2 separate regions of the Sus scrofa genome follow, and region 2 is linked to region 1. A link is a contact called in public HiChIP or PLAC-seq data. All regions are on one chromosome and are shown on one strand. The core of a region is the stretch at or near the end of the contact, and the rest is flanking DNA. Distances in the headings are between cores, read along the strand shown.

Region 1 (4,799 bases), core at 2,222-4,721:
TCGGTTGCAACTGTGGCTCAGATACAGTCCCTGGCCCGAGAACCATATGCCATGGGGCAGCCCAAAAAGGAAACAAAACCATACAAAACTTTAAGTATATTTGTGTTCACCTTCTGTTTCAGCTTCTGTTGGCAAATTTGGCATGTGCTTCATTCTCCTTGCCCATTTCTGCTTTCTCTATCTTTTCAGGAGAAGTTAGTTTCTTTCCTTATCTGATTGAGGTTTTATTTTTTTAAAAAAAAGCTATAAAGTGTGCCACACAAGTGCAGCAAGGAGCAGAGTAGAGACTGCAGTTTAATCTTGTTCCCACCTCACCTTTGAAGTTTTGCTGTCCAGTTACAGTGTGCAGGGGTAGCAAGAGGCAAAGTAACAAGCCATGCTCCAGGCTCCTCTTAGGCTCTATTTCTGCTAGTAGTAGCAGAAGAAGAGGTGACACTTGTGGAATTCGTAACTGCCCCAGAGGGAACCCGGGGTGTATTCCAGTGGGATCAGTGCCTATTTTTTTTGCCAGGAAAAAATATCTGTGCTCTTGCAAAACAAATTACAATTGTTTTATGAGAAGAAATTACTTTTAGAAAAAAAACATGAAGTATAACCTTAAAGAATTCATGAAGTTTTTTTTTTTTTTTTTTTGGACAGGTCAATAATTTTATAGCAAATAGCAAATTTCTCATGTCCTCCTCATTTTATTTATTTATTTATTTATTTTTGCTTTTTTTGGGCTGCACTCTCGTTATATGAGGTCCCCAGGCTAGGGGTCTAATTGGAACTACAGCTGCGGGCCTATGCTACAGCCACAGCAATGCCAAATCCGAGCCCAAGTCTACAAACTACACCACAGCTCATGGCAATGCCGGATCCTTAACCCACTGAGCAAGGCCAGGGATGGAACCCGAAACCTCATGGTTCCTAGTCGGATTTGTTTCCACTGCACCATGATGGGAACTCCTTGTCCTTCTGGTTTTAGATATATTGTTGGCCAGATAATATTTTTCAAGTACTTGTTTATTTTTTTCAGGGTGCAGCCTTTGTAGAATTTGATGTTCATCTGTCAAAAGATTTTGTGCCTGTGGTATATCATGATCTCACCTGTTGTTTGACTATGAAAAAGGTATGTTGAAATTCTTTTATTTTAACCTCTAATGCAGGTGGATAAAAGGTTTAACAACAAGGAAGATATATATACACATACTGTGTACCATTTTATATAAGGCATTGAGCATCTGTGGATTTTAGTATTTTGTGAGGGGTCCTATAATCGATCCTCTGCAGATACTCATAGATGACTGTACGTTTATTTATTAAATAGAGTTGGTTAGTTCATTTTCTTCATGAATCCAATTCTTTCTTCTCTCAGACTCCTACAACATCAAGAGAGAGAAAAAGGAGACAGGAATATTAATTTTCTAGAGTAGGGTCTCTGTCTTGCTGAATTTGCCAAGGACATTCCAGGTGGTTTCTGTATCGTCAGCCATTGACCCTGTATTGAGGTGGGACAGGAAGCTGTCAAGAGTGTTCTCTAGGCTCCCTTGTAGTTCTGTATCCAGCTCTTTCTCAAGTTAATAGGCTTATATGATTTCGCTTAAGTGGAAAGAGCCGTGGTAAAAAATAAAGTTGAAGAAGTACTTTGGAGCCTAGATAGTGGAGGGCTTCAGGGGTTTGGACTTAGGAACAATGGAAATAAAGGCTTTTGAGCCAGGTAGGGAATCATTCGGAACTAAACTTCCAGTTGAATATTTTGAAACCTGATGTATGGGTGTAAGAGCAACTTGAGACTAGAGGCAAGGGGAGTGGTAACCCGGGCCAAAGGTTACAATAAGCCTAAACTAGAATAGAGACAATGAGAAGGAAGAAGAGGGCATGATGGAGGAGAAAGTCTAGAAAGAGATTTGAAAATACATGTAATTTATTAAAATTGTAATGGCTGTTGTGCAAACATAATTGTTATATAGTGTTTGGACTTCTTTATACAAATTAATTAGCTGATTTCTCAGGGAGGCTTCATTTGGCATTTTCTTTAAAACTGCGTTGCGTATCATTTCCATTGAGTTAATCTAAAGTTAAGGCTGATGCTGAGAAAACTAGACAGCTTACATGTAAAAGACTGAAATTAGAACATTACCCAGTACCAGATACAAAAATAAGGCCTGTCTTGAATAAACAGTAATAATTTGGGGCCAACTTTTCTCTCCCTTTCTCTCTCTTTTAACAGAAATTTGATGCTGATCCAGTTGAATTATTTGAAATTCCAGTAAAGGAATTAACATTTGACCAACTACAGTTGTTGAAGGTAGTAATAATAGCATAAAATATAAATTATCTTTTAGTAAAATATAAATTACCTGTTTGTACTTGTCTTTGTATCGTGATGTCTTTGCACATTTGGATGACTACACACACACACACACACACCACACACACACACACACACACACACACACAGCATGCGTAGAGTTTATGTTTTGGTTTTCTGTTCTATTATGCAGAACGGGTATCAGCTAATCCACCTTCCCTTCTTTAACAATTTCCGTGGACCCCATTGGTTTTTGCTTTTGTGAAGGAGCTGGGTTATAAGTCTTTATAGGCCATAGGGGCTAGCCATAATCTTAGATTGTCTCTGGTCTGTTTTAGCGTTTTATAATTTTACACTTGGCCTTTTATGTTATTGTTGGTTTTTATACCTATGCTATTATCTAAGATCCTTGTGTATTTTTCCATAATGTTACATGATCCCTCTTCCTATTCTCGTTAGATACCTAAATCCCTACTTGGGTATTTGATCATGATCTTATATGTATGTATAATATTAAATATATACATCAGTAAGTGTTTATTATTAAAGTTATTATTATTAAATAATTCTGTATTTTATAATTTTCTCTAAATAGCTTTTCAAGTTATAATTCTGTTAACCATATCTCCATAAACTAACACCTTTTTTTCTGATTGCATTTTGGGCATTTTCTAGCTCACTCATGTGACTGCACTGAAATCTAAGGATCTGAAAGGTATGTACCAATATGAAAACACTGTTTTCATTTCATAGTTAGCGTGTATAGAGTATTTCCTTATCCATTTTTAACTTACTTTTGGTGACCTTAATATAACACTGAGTTATATAAATGTAATTTTGTCATGAAGTGTTTATGTATTGAAATGCGCCTATGACATGTGTATATAGTAAGCATGTTTCTTTACTTTTATGGATTTGATGATTAAAATTCTTTATCATTTTCTACCTGTCAATCTTTCCAGACATCCTTAAGCATTACAAAGTACAGAATATATCAGGTAGAGAATGGCTCCAGAACCAGGAGTTTGAATCTCAAGCAGGTTACTTTATTTAACCACTCTGTGCCTCAGTTTCCTCACAGCTTGTCCCTTTTTTTTGCTTTGTAGGGCTGCACCCATGATATATGGAAGTTCCAAAGCTAGGGGATGAATCAGAGCTACAGCTGCTGGCTTACGCCACAGCCATAGCAACACAGGTTTCAAGCCGTGTCTGCAGTCTAAACCACAGCTCACAGCAACACCAGATCCTTAACCCACTGAGCAAGGCCAGGAATCAAACCCACAACCTCATGGTTACTAGTCAGATTTATTTCTGCTGAGCCACAGCGGGAACTGCCTCAAAGTCTGTCCTGTCTTAAAAATCCCTTGTATGGAGTTCCTATTGTGGCACAGTAGAAACAAATCTGTTTAGTAACCGTGAGGTTATGGGTTTGATCCCTGGCCTCACTCAGTGGGTTATGGATCCGGTGTTGCTGTGAGTTATGGTGTAGCTCACAGACACAGCTTGGATCTGGTGTTGCTGTGGATGTGGCATAGCCTGAGCAGTGGTAGCTCTGATTCGACCCCTAGCTTGGGAACCTCCATATGCCTCGGGTGCAGCCCTAAAAAGACAAAAAAAAAAAAAAAAAAAAAATCCCTTTGTAATTCCACTTTACTTTCTACGCCCATAGAACTTAATGATTGTCTGTCTGTTTTGGCCGCATTCTGGTGCATGTGGAAGTTCCTGGCCCAGTGATTGAACTTCTGCTATAGCAGAGGCCCAAAGTGCTATAGCAACACCACCACATCCTTAATCCTCTGTGCCACAAGAAGGCACAGTGTGTCATTTTTTTTTAACCCTTTATATTTGTGTAATGTTCTGTCTCTTCCACTAGAAAGTTAGGGGAAATGGTTTTATATTCCCTAAGACATTTATAATACTCTGCATAGAGTAGGTACTCATTACATGTTTATCTGTAGTTACCACAACAGGATAGTTACAGTGCCTTTATGAAGAAATTGTAAGGTACCAAAGACTCCAAAGAGTATCCCCAGAGCATAAATATGGCTTTACAAGCTAGTAGATATAGTTCATAACTCTTTAGAGTAAAATCAATTTTACCTTTATTTCTCTAGAAAATTTTACACTATTTAGTTTTTGAATTATAATGCAAAGGGTTGGTTTTTGACTGTTTTGGTTTTTGGTTTTGGGGTTTGTTTTTTTTGTTTGTTTGTTTGTTTTGTTTTGTTTTTGTCTTTTTAGGACTGCACCCGAGGCCTATGGAGGTTCCTAGGCTAGGGTTAAGTCAGAGCTGTAGCCGCTGGCCTACACCATATAGCCACAGCAACTCGGGATCCGAGCCACATCTGCAACCTATACCACGGCTCATGGCAACTCTGGATCCTTAACCCACTGAGAGGGGCCAGTGATCAAACCCGAGTCCTCATGGATAGTAGTTGGGTGTATTAACCACTGAGCCATGACGGGAACTCCTGGGGAGGTATTTTTTAAAAAGTAATGATGCTAA
Region 2 (4,180 bases), core at 655-3,154, 180 kb before region 1:
CCAGCCCACAACAAGGCAGGAGTTACTATCTCCATTTTACTAATGAGGGGACCAACACAGAGAGGCCAGGTGAGGTGCCCAAGGCCAAGCTAGAGAAAGAAGCAGAACCAGATTTCACACCAGTCTAGGCCAGCACCCCCACTGGCAATGCCACACAAATGGTTGTCTCAACATCTGAGCGCTCCTTCCCACATTTAGGCCTTTATAAGGGTTTCCAAAAGAACTTTTTTCTATTTTCATTTTTTGCATGAAGTGTCTAGTTTCTGTTTTTGTCTTTTTGTTTGTTTTTGTCTTTTTCGGGTGCACCCACAGCATATGGAAGTTCCCAGGCTAGGGGTCAAGTTGAAGCTGTAGCCACTGGCCTACACCACAGCCACAGCAATGCCAGATCCAAGCCTCATCTGCAATCTACACCACAGCTCACAGCAACATCGGATCCTTAACCCACTGAGCAAGGCCAGGGATCAAAACTGTGTCCTCATAGATGCTAGTCAGATTCGTTTTCACTGAGCCACAAGGGGAACTCCCAAATGTCTAGATTATAAACAAATACTCCAATATAAATATTTCGATGGTCAACTCAATTCAAATGAATAACAGCTGCTTTCTTAGTAACGGAAACTAGAGCAGAGGTAGCAGGTTGGTAGGGAGAGAAAAGGTAAAATGGACTACTCTTCTGAGCCTAGAAAGAAAAAGGATAAGAAACGATCTAATACTTGGTCAGGAACTAACTTAATAAGAGACTGACTGATCCTGATTTCCCTACATCCTGAAAATCAAAACAGGATCAAGGAAGTTTAAAAAGTATTTTTTTCCCATAGAATTCTTTATTTTATTTTATTTTATTTTTTTGTCTTTTTAGGGCCACACCCATGGCATATGGAGGTTCCCAGCCTAGGATTTGAATCAGAGCTGTAGCCGTTGGCCTAAACCACAGCCATAACAACGCCAGATCTGAGCCGCATCTGCAAACTGCACCACAGCTCTCGGCAACACTGGGTCCCTGACCCACTGGGCAAGGGGTTGAACCTGGGTCCTCATGGATGCTAATCAGATTCATTTCCGCTGATGGGAGCTCCCCATGGAATTCTTAAAGACAATAATAGGACGCACCCTACTTATTGCCAAAGTTGAATTCATCATCATTTAGGCCCACATTTTCTTAGTGTACCTGAGTGTCTTTAAAAATATATATTTGGGTATCTTAATATTGACAAAAACAATAATAATAGCACAGAATAATGACAACTGACTGAGCACCTGTGTACAGCAAACATTGTGAAAAGTCCTTTACCTTGTTCCCTGGGTTAAACCTCACTCCATGAGGCAAGTATTTTAGTCACTACTTTGTAGATTCTGGAACTCAGAGGGCTTGAGAAACATGACCCAAGTCACACACCAGTAAGTGACCTGTGGACCTCCAGGCCTGGATTAGGCAATAAACAGGGAGGAGATGTTCTTTACAACCAGAGATGGTCACAATTACATCACAGAATTATCATTAAACTGAAATCATAGGAGTTCCTATTGCTCAGCGAAAAATGAACCAGACTAGTACCCATGAGGACTCAGGTTTGATTCCCGGCCTCAATCAGTGGATTAAGAATCTGGGGTTGCCTTGAGCTGTGATGTAGGTCGCAGATGTGGCTCAGATCTGGCATTGCTGTGGCTGTGGTATAGGCCAGCAGCTGCAGCTCCTACTTGACCCCCAGCCTGGGAACTTTCATATGCCAAAGTTGTGCTCCTAAAAAAAAAAATACAAAAAAACAACAACCCTTAAATCATAGACTTTCTGGCAATTCAGTCAGGGAATTAAAGAGAAGCTGTTCCCCAAATCCAGACCAGGCTTCATAAGAGGAAGACTAACATCCCTAGTGCTGTTAGCTATGACACAGGGCAAGCCCACGTGGCTCTCTTCTGAAGTTTTCAAAGAACAAAACCGAAAAACAATTCCACTCATTCCCTATTGAACCAAGTGTTGCCTGTGTCTGAATGAATTCTGGACAGAGATCAGAAAGGGACTCAGACAAAAGGGCCTCCAGGAAACAGCTCCCTGTCGCAGTTACACCAGGGAGGCTGCCTTTGAAGTCTCTTCCAACGGTTTTGCTTACAGAAGATGTTTTTCTTCCCAAGACAGTGGACCCAGCCATTGGACAAGAGAAACAAAGGATCCCATACCTGCCTATGTTAGGATTTTTGTGTTTGTTTTAAACTCTGCTTCTTACCTGGATCCACATCAGAAGAGCAAGGAAATGAAAGGGCTTCCTCAGAACTGAAAGCCTCGCTGCTGGCCTCCTGGCTGGGTCTCTGCAACACGTAATCCCTTATGTCACAAGCGGATGGCAGGTCCAAAGCATTGCTTCCCTCCCACTGGCTACTGGGGTGGCATCCTGGGTGGCCATCGCCCTGCCATGGCAAAAGAGAACAATTCAATACAGAAGGCATCGCCTAAGAGGAACCCCCAGCACAGTCATGGCTCAAAGCACCTCAAAGCCCCAATAACAGGAGAACCAGAATAATTTACTTTCCTGTCATTAATGGTCCTCCTGGTCTTCACTTTAGACCCAGTATTTGCTTATCCTGTTTCTTCATCAAGAGAAACAAATACTCACAGCACAGAAAGAAACCATGAATAACTTCAGCTGGAAGATGAGCCGCCTATCTGATAAGGATGAACTACTGCATGGCACTATAATCCAAGGACTGTATGAATAGCTAATGAAAAGGGGAACACCCCACATTTTAAATGGGACAACATTTTTAAACCATAGGTAGGGTCTGATCCAGATTTCATAAAGTAAAATACTCTGTGTGGGATGTGTGTATGAAATATATACAGACCTGTAGTGATAAAACAAAAAAAAAGTCTGGAGGGTAGGCATTCCTGTTGTGCCTCAGTGGAAACAAATCCGACTAGGAACCATGAGGTTGCGGGTTCCATCCCTGGCCTTGCTCAATGGGTTAAGGATCCGGCGTTGCTGTGAGCTGTGGTGTAGGTTGCAGACGCGGCTTGGGTCTTGCGTTGCTGTGGTTCTGGCACAGGCTGGCAGCAACAGCTCCATTAGACCCCTAGCCTGGAATCTCCATATGTCGTGGGTGTGGCCCTAAAACGACAAAAAGATAAAAAAAAAGTCTGGAGGGTATATCCCAGATTAATTTCAGTGGCAATTAATTCAGTGGTTTAATTTCTGGGTAGTGAGATTACAGGTGATTTGCATTTCCTTCTGTGGCCTTCAATTGCTGACACACTGGGACTGGGGAGCAAAGGTGAATGTGACAGAGGCCTCCTTCGAGTTACACAGGGACGATCCCAAACATAGGGACAGTGTTAACACGATGGTAAGATGGAGAGGAGGAGGTAGGCTTTTTGCAGGAAGGTGTCCCCACACATGGGGCAGGCTGGGCCATGGTGGGGGTTGGGGGGGGCAGCATGAGCCCCAGAAGAATCAGCTTGGGCAACGACAAGTGGCATGGGGTGTCAGGAGTTGAAAGTGAGAGAAGCAAGGACAGTTTACACACTGGGTGACTGGGGAAGGACAAACCCTGTGGTTTTGGATGGATGGTCATGGGGCCTCTGCCAGCTCTGGGAAGGGCAGCAGGGCCGGGGTGTGATCATGAACTTGGATACACACACTCTCTAGCTGAACTCTGGAGACCTTGAAGGTGGCTTATGGGTTCAGCATTGGGACACTTCTTGTTAAAAATTAGGGAGTTCCCGTCGTGGCGCAGTGGTTAACAACTCCCACTAGGAACCATGAGGTTGCGGGTTCGATCCCAGGCCTTGCTCAGTGGGTTAAGGATCCGGCGTTGCCGTGAGCTGTGGTGTAGGTTGCAGACGCGGCTTGGGTCTTGTGTTGCTGTGGTTCTGGCACAGGCTGGCAGCAACAGCTCCGATTAGACCTGGGAACCTCCATATGCCACAGAAGCAGCCCTAGAAAAGGCAAAAAAACAAAAAACAAACAAAAAAAGGTATTCCTGGAGTCCCTGTTTTGGCTGAGCAATAGTGAACCCGACTAGTATCCACGAGGATGCGGGTTCAATCCCTGGCCTCGCTCAGTGGGTTAAGGATCTGGTGTTGCCGTGAGCTATGGTGTAGGTCACAAATGTGGCTCAGATCTGGTGTTGCTGTGGCTGTGGCATGAGCTGGCAGCTGCAGCTCCGATTCGATCCCTAGCTTGGG

Evidence for each region. HiChIP or PLAC-seq counts read pairs in DNA pulled down with a chosen protein or histone mark.
Region 2: an H3K27ac HiChIP or PLAC-seq map of alveolar macrophages shows a contact between it and region 1, with 5 times the contacts expected there. The contact joins two enhancer-like sites. A contact is called at or near these places in 2 of 47 Hi-C or Micro-C datasets (embryonic fibroblasts and heart right ventricle) and 2 of 2 datasets of contacts at active chromatin or transcription factors (alveolar macrophages and skeletal muscle).

What each region holds. Positions count from the first base shown.
Region 1 is chr17:14,437,338-14,442,136 of Sscrofa11.1, reverse strand. It overlaps GPCPD1 (glycerophosphocholine phosphodiesterase GPCPD1), which reads left to right. Exons shown (of 20, transcript XM_021078049.1): 12 at 1,019-1,111; 13 at 2,213-2,290; 14 at 2,969-3,008. Among named protein-coding and RNA genes, the nearest start is that of GPCPD1, 36 kb to the left of the region's middle. Within about 2 kb of position 3,471, at least 1 of the 83 cell types and tissues checked has an H3K27ac peak or open chromatin away from gene starts, as enhancers often do. A contact at or near this core is called in alveolar macrophages, where this site is marked.
Region 2 is chr17:14,617,610-14,621,789 of Sscrofa11.1, reverse strand. C17H20orf196 reads right to left here. Exons shown (of 3, transcript XM_021078198.1): 2 at 2,226-2,406. Among named protein-coding and RNA genes, the nearest start is that of C17H20orf196, 9.0 kb to the right of the region's middle. Within about 2 kb of position 1,904, at least 11 of the 83 cell types and tissues checked have an H3K27ac peak or open chromatin away from gene starts, as enhancers often do. A contact at or near this core is called in alveolar macrophages, where this site is marked.